Regions from separate parts of the Bicyclus anynana genome. Here region 2 is linked to region 1. A link is a contact called in public Hi-C data. All regions are on one chromosome and are shown on one strand. Each heading gives the region's core, a stretch centred on a gene start, on an enhancer-like site or on the middle of the called end of the contact. The rest is flanking DNA. Distances are from core to core; before and after follow the strand shown. Region 1 holds the start of LOC112043520 (solute carrier family 35 member E1 homolog). Region 2 holds the start of LOC112047277 (protein dispatched).

Evidence for each region. Hi-C and Micro-C count contacts between places; a contact is called where the count stands out from the background.
Region 2: a contact with region 1 is called in a Hi-C map of whole body, with 4 times the contacts expected there. The contact joins the promoter of LOC112047277 here to the promoter of LOC112043520 in region 1. A contact is called at or near these places in 2 of 2 Hi-C or Micro-C datasets (whole body and whole larva).

The regions. Positions count from the first base shown.
Region 1 is chr7:3,976,067-3,979,868 of ilBicAnyn1.1, reverse strand. LOC112043520 (solute carrier family 35 member E1 homolog) reads left to right here and starts at 2,130. Exons shown (of 2, transcript XM_024078984.2): 1 at 2,130-2,767; 2 at 2,836-3,802. The coding sequence starts at 2,455. The coding sequence ends at 3,443. It overlaps LOC112043515 (palmitoyltransferase ZDHHC18-like), which reads right to left and starts at 706. Exons shown (of 4, transcript XM_052882514.1): 1 at 430-706; 2 at 169-226.
Region 2 is chr7:4,297,614-4,301,045 of ilBicAnyn1.1, reverse strand. LOC112047277 (protein dispatched) reads left to right here and starts at 2,047. Exons shown (of 1, transcript XM_024084350.2): 1 at 2,047-3,432. The coding sequence starts at 2,230. It overlaps LOC112047269 (V-type proton ATPase 21 kDa proteolipid subunit c''), which reads right to left and starts at 1,445. Exons shown (of 2, transcript XM_024084339.2): 1 at 662-1,445. The coding sequence starts at 1,310. The coding sequence ends at 693.

The DNA of each region.
Region 1 (3,802 bases), core at 881-3,380:
AAACTTTTAACAATTCATACACTTCAGCCATTGTACACTTGGCGTATATCTAGTTAGATATACGCCAAGTGTACAATGGATGTATGGATGATGGATGGTGTGTATATGTGTAAGTTATGTTTGACATGTTTCTCAGAACTAGTGTTACTGTCTAGTTGTCTACTCTACCTTCTATGATAAGGGGCGGCGGCCCAACTATTGGCTTCTGGTTCTGGCACTGCTTTCACTAAAGAAATTTGGATATTATGTTACAGAAATAGTATCTCATATCTACAACCCTAATAGTACACCAACCTGACTACACAGTTATAGTTATATGAAACACATTGAAGCAAAAGATTATCACTTCCAAAAATTATCTTGGAACCAAGATAAAAGCCGCAATCTACGATGAGTCGGCCGTGGCGCAGTCTCCGGGGTGACACTCACCTGCTCGCGGCTCCCGATAAAATAATCAGATTCCGATAAAAAGTTACTTGTGACCACTTTTATGTTAACTTTGCAGGAAACTCGTAAACTTTTCAGTAGTTTATTCGTAAGTATATAATGTTTTCTGAGGAGTTAATGTTCAAGAAACGTACACAATATACAATCTTGAAAACGAAAATACCACTGGAATAAATATAGAAAACTAAATTTTTGTTAAATAAAGTTGGGGCAATTGCAAACTTTCTCTTGACAAGTTGACATTTGACAAATGAAAATGAAGAATTACGAATGAAGATGAAGAATGAACGAAATGTCAGTAATCACAGAGTAAAGATTCTAGAGATGTTCTCATGTTGTTTTTGATAATCTTGTTGAGTGTTGTTGTTGGATGTAGACACCTCAGACTAAATACATAAGGACTAGTATCGCACCCAAATTCACGAACAAAATTTTCTGCCATTTTCTAAGGAAAACGAGCTTAGATTTTATACATATTTTATACTAAACTAGCAGTTTTTGTTCGTTTTTTATACCAAACTACACAAAAAGGTATTTTTACGGAGGTTTTTAACCGACGGACACGGTTGTAAACTATGAAACATCGATTTTTTAGAGACAGTGTTTATAATCGCATAAGATCGTTGATCATATATACTTTACTTTGACTTTGACTTTGATACTTTGACAGAAAAATAATGTCTTGCGAGGCAGGTCTTTATCTAATTAGTCTGAGGTAGACACCGACGTTGTATCCTTATGCCTCTCGGACCAATTACAAAAGGACTAGTATAGCACCCAATTTCACCAACAAAAATGTGCTTCGTTTTTTGAGGAGGATGAGCCATATTCAATTATGGTATTTATTAATTAAAATTTTAAGAGCTATATAATAATTATAGTCAAAGGGGACGAGATAAACTCACACACCGAAAATATTAAAATAATATTAAAATAAATACATATATGTAGTGTCCATATCTTACAGTACACAATACTGTAAAGATAAGCAATAAACAAACGTGTATAATGTTTACTCAAATTCACAAACACCTAGCTTAGCCTATGCGCAAAATATATACACAGAATATTCGATTACATGATCGATCTTTTGCTATTGCCTGTTCCACCTGAAGAATTGTTTTTTAGACGTGACAACGTCTTATAATTCAATGGGGCCAGCTCTCCCTCGCTCTAGGGCTACACACTTTTTTACAAGAAATAAAGTATATTCTGGTCTAAGAAGATTAAACAGTATTTTAGAAAAACGATCATTTTCTATTGAAAAATGCAACCATTCCATCAGTATTTTCTTACGACGTTGTCATGTTTAACTATCGTCAGTAAACCGACTTACAGACAACCGATCTTTTTAGATATTGTTTATTTAGTTAATATAATTAACTTAGAAATACAAATGAAACGTAGTCTTTTAGTAAAGTAGAAGTTGTCAACCGTTTTTTTGCCATTTTTAGGGAGCTCTTTATACGATGAAAACGATAACAACAAATAAACATCAATTCTATTTAACTTTTTTTTATTAAACATTTTTCATAATATGTAATTCTTGATTTAAATCGTCTAGCCAAGAAGCAATTTTACTCTCTGCGTCTAGCGAGGTCCTTTTTATTTAGTCTTGAGTTTGCAGTAGACACATATGACAATGACGTGACAGATGTGACATGTGACAAGTTGACAACTGACATTTGACAGATTGACAGTGACACGTCGGTCGTTGGCTCGCAGTTTATTTTATTGAAAAGAAATTTAAAATTAGAATTTTCTTGAATTAAAACAATCACACTATATTATTATTATAGCACAAACATCTTACAATAAAGCAAATCCGAATGCTGGAGATTGATACTTTTTATTTTAATTTATTACTTAGCTTATATTTAGAGAGAACAAAATGAGTGCTATGTCTAGAATATGATAAGTATCGCAAGACAAATATCTATAGAAAATGACTTGATAGAAAAGTGAAAAATAATATGTAAAGCTAGGTGAGTCGAACGCGGAGCGAAGATGTCGCAGAGCGAGGTGCTGGTGGTTGGTGCGCTGTGCGCCGCGTGGTACGCGCTGAGCTCGGCCAGCAACGTGGTGGGCAAGCTGCTGCTGACGGAGCTGCCGCTGCCCGTCACCGTGACGGTGGCGCAGCTGGCAGCCACGGCGGCGTTGAGTGTGCCCGCGCTGGCGGCGTGTGGTGTGCGGCGCGCGCCCTCCTTCCCGCGCGCTACCGTGCTGCGGGTGCTGCTGCCGCTGGCGGCCGCCAAGTTCCTCACCACCGTGTGCACGCAGATCTCGCTGTGGAAGGTGCCCGTGTCCTACGCGCACACCGGTCAGTGCCTGCCCGTCGCGTGCACTTGCGCGCTTTCTGTCAATAACACTGTGCGTGCTCGTGTGCAGTGAAGGCGACGACGCCGCTGTGGACGGCGCTGTTGGCGCGCGTGCTGCTGGGCGAGCGCTTGGCGCGTGGTGTGGCTGGCGCGCTGCTGCTCATAGCGCTGGGCGTGGGCGTGGCGTCGCTCACGGAGCTGCAGTTCGACGCTCTGGGGCTGGGCGCGGCGCTGGCGGCCGCCGCGCTGCTCAGCCTGCAGCACCTGGGCGCCAAGCACGCGCTGCGTGACGCGCGTGTGCACCACCTGCGCCTGCTGCAGCTGCTGAGCGCGCTGGCGCTGCTGCCCCTGTTGCCGCTGTGGCTGAGCGTGGAGGGCGGGGCGGCGGCCCGCGCGCCGTGGACGCGACGCGCGGCCGCTCTGTTGGCAGCGGACGGCGTGCTGGCATGGCTGCAGGCCGTGGCCGCCTTCAGCGTGCTGTCGCGTATATCGCCGCTCGGCTACGCAGTGGCATCGGCCGCCAAGCGAGCCTGTGTTGTGGCAGCCTCACTGCTGCTGCTACGCAACCCTGCACCACCACTTAACTTGGCCGGCATGGCGTTGGCGCTGCTCGGCGTGCTAGTCTACAACCGTGCTCGTGTAGCTGCCCGCCCACCGCGCCCTCTACTGCCCGTCTGACCCGCTGGGCGGTACATCACTGATCATTAGCTCAATCAATGTTGTAGTGGTATTTCATCAACAACTATTTATCAAACATAGAAGAATTGAAAGGATGAAAGACCAAAAGACAGAAAATACAAGATGTTTTATCTGCAAACTAAATTATTTTCTGTTTATCCATATCTAGATAAGGAAGGAACCACATTTTTACTACAGAACCAATAGGCCATTTTCACTTAAGTCTACTTCCTGTATTCTATTTACTAAATAGAAACAGCAAGTTCAGGACTTTTTCATTAATTACATGTAGAGTCGTTTCCTTTCTTTCCATTTACACCATAACACTATCAAATGCCTATAGTGCCTGCTGCCAAATA
Region 2 (3,432 bases), core at 798-3,297, 320 kb before region 1:
CAGACCACCTACATTTGCTAAGAATATTTATTTATATTCATCAAACATAAATACATACCAATATTAAGAGTTAGTGAGTTATTTTAGAATTAAAACTTTAGGTTTTAAAATTGTAAGTGTTATTAATTAATTATGAGATACAGCTAAAACTCACGAACCAGCTCATGACTAAGGGCCCCATATGGGTTTGAAACTAGTTCGGCATACTCTGCTGTTGTATCACATGAGTTTTAGCTGTGTATTTAATCAGTTAATGACTCTGTGTGTTTCTGAGGTTATAGGGCATAATCTTTGGATGTACTTAACCGATTTTGAAAATTCTTTTACCAAAGCCACATTATTAGTGACTAGGGCCTCTGCTAATAATCATCCAAATTTAAAGTTAACCAATACATAGCAGTATAAAGATTAATGATTTTTCATTTACTTTTTTGCAAGTTTGTCTTCTGGACACAGATTTTGTATGTACTATTAGATATTTAATTAGAATATTTACTATTGCCATTGAAATTATATGCATAACTAACATTAATACTGGATTATTACTATAGTTAGGATGTTATTTTTAAATAAATATGAATTAATAACTCCGACAGAACAACCAATATTTATTAGAATAAATAATACAATTCGCAACATTTCACTAACAAAAAATACTTACACTTAAATTCAAGTATGACTTTCTTCTTAAGTTACTGGTTGCCCATTTTCACTTTCGACGTCATATAAATGCCCACAATAAGGCCAAACAAACCAATAGCAGACCCAAAGATTTCCACAATCAGGATCTTCACAAACAGCGCTGCATTGGCTGCGTCCGCGAGCGCCGCCCCGGAGCCCACGATCCCGACAGAGATGCCGCAGAACAAGTTCACCAGTCCCACGGCCAGACCAGCTCCGAACATCACGTATCCAGCCATCCAGTTGTTTTGCTTGATTGATATATCCAAGAACGGCTCTTTGTACTGCTCCAACATGCCCGACAGCACGATGGCTGTGATCAGACCGTAAATCGCCACAGCTTCACAGAAAATAACGGAGATCAAGTTCTTGGTCTTAATTCTAGGCGCTTTGACACCACCACCCACTATGCTCACTCCGGTGGTGTGGATCCCCATGGCGGCGCCCACGACCGAGAACGACACGGCGAACGCTATTCCCAACGTCCCCCACATGTAGGGAGACGTGTGCTCCAGGAACCATCCGAAACTGATCTGCTCACCCTTTCCATTTAGAAGATAGTATAACGAAAATATGGGTATGGCGAGCGACAACAGCAACACAAACAGGTACGTCAGGAAATATCTCATCTTGATGGTGGTTTTCGTCGGATGGAGCTTTTAAACCAGGAGATCCCGAAAAGGGACGGCCTTTTTTCTCCAATTTCTACCTTGACAGAAAACTCAAAAACGGAGAAGTCTTGTGATCACAAGATGTCAGAGACAAGAAAATGTTGCCATATTTTAATAAAAATACCATAGATTAAAGTAAACTTCTTTATTGGTCAAATCTCAGAATCTTTAAAAGTATTGAAAGCTTAGATTGAAATTATGTGTATATTAAATTTTTTGGTACTGTTTACAGTTTTAGTTTTTGGCCCTTGCTGACAAAATAAAGCAAAATAACAAAAAAAATCAAATACTCAAAAAAGTCAGGTGGTCTGAATTTTTTAATTATTGGTATATAAATTTAAATATAATTATAGAATTTTGAACAAACATACAATTAAAATAATCAAACGATAAGAAACTGCAATAATTGTAATTTAATACATTAATTAAAGTCGTCTTGTGGAATGACTGCTGCAATCTTTTGGACGCTAACGTATGATTTTGAACGTTTAGTGGAATGTGATCACTAACTGCTGTAAAATGCGCTTCTTACCGAATCTATAAAGATTTTTGTCTGTTTGTATCTCTGACGAATTTTTGACATTTGTAAGCAAACTAATATATAATCTGTGTCTGTAAGTTCAAAGTTGCTTATAGACAACTGACATTGACGTTTGTTTATCTTGAGTCATGGACATGAAATTGTGTTCACTGTTCAATTTATTTCAAACCTAAACATAGATTTTTAGAAAAACATTCAAATATTAAAAAAATGTGATCACATAATAACATGTGAAGTCGTCGAACAGCTTTAAGGACATGTATTGGTTCCACTTAAGTACAAAATGGAGTAAGAATGGATTGATAAATATGAAATCAATGAAGTCAAGGTCTAAAAATGTTTTCAGCTTATGCGAGGTTTATTGTTCGTTACTCCTACTTTTTGCTGTTTGCTATCTTAGTCACTTCCACGATCCTCACTGTAATACCTCTAGTGTGCCACGACTTTCCTTCATTTTCCGACCCTATAGTTGGTTTCGAAACGAGAGGTACAACGTTAGCGCACCGTTTCATAGCCTGGGAAAACCTTATTGAGGAGACAAGACCGTCCAAAAGGCTCGCCGTAAATCCTAAAGAAATAGAAGATCAAATTCGTATGAACGAAAGTTATTACAACAGGGACAAAACGAGGTCTGGCCGCAAACATCCTCGAAAACACAAGAAAAAACAGAATTACAATAATACAGGATATGCTACAACATTTTATAGTTCCCCTGATACAAATCTCACTGTCAACCATGTTCATTGGGGATTTGGGAAAAATGTTTCATTTGAAGATGAAAATGCAGTTTATTTAAAAAATCATACAAGGAAACAATGGAAGTCTCTAAAAAACATGCAGCGCACATTTGATAATTTTCACCACAACTATGCTTCTGGTAGTTGTGGGGCCCCAGTTGCTGACTACGCTCACTTGGTGGTCACTTCAAATGACAATAAATCAATGCTCACTTTTGAGAATGTACAGAATGTTTGTCAACTGCAAACCTTCCTTATTGATTTTACTAAAGATGACTTTTATAATCTATGTCAGCGATCAATGCAAGCAGAAGAAATATGTTGCCCCATATGGAGTGTGCCAAACTACATAGCTTTAATGTCTGGTAAGAATTCTTGTGAAAATTTAACCAGAGATGATGTTACTTATGCTGTAAATATACTAAAGAAATGTGCGGGCTACTTTCATAACTTTTCCCTGATGGCCTCTTGTGAAATGGATAGATGTCATGTGCCAAAGTATTGCTCCCAGTATGATGCTGTATACAATTTATTATTTTACATTATAGATTCAAATGCATTTTCTCCTCCACTGTTTTCAGAGACATTTGTAAAAAATGTAATGATATTTTTGCCCTTGCCGACTAGTAGCACCACTCTACCATATTATTTAAAATTACAAGAATCAAATATGTCTTTCAATATTCTTAACATCCCAGCAATGGATTTTGGATTGAAAAATGCTCTGTTTGATTTATGGATTATTGAAGACACTTGGCTCATAGGACTTGGTGGTTTCTTTGTGTTCATATGTGTTTGGGTT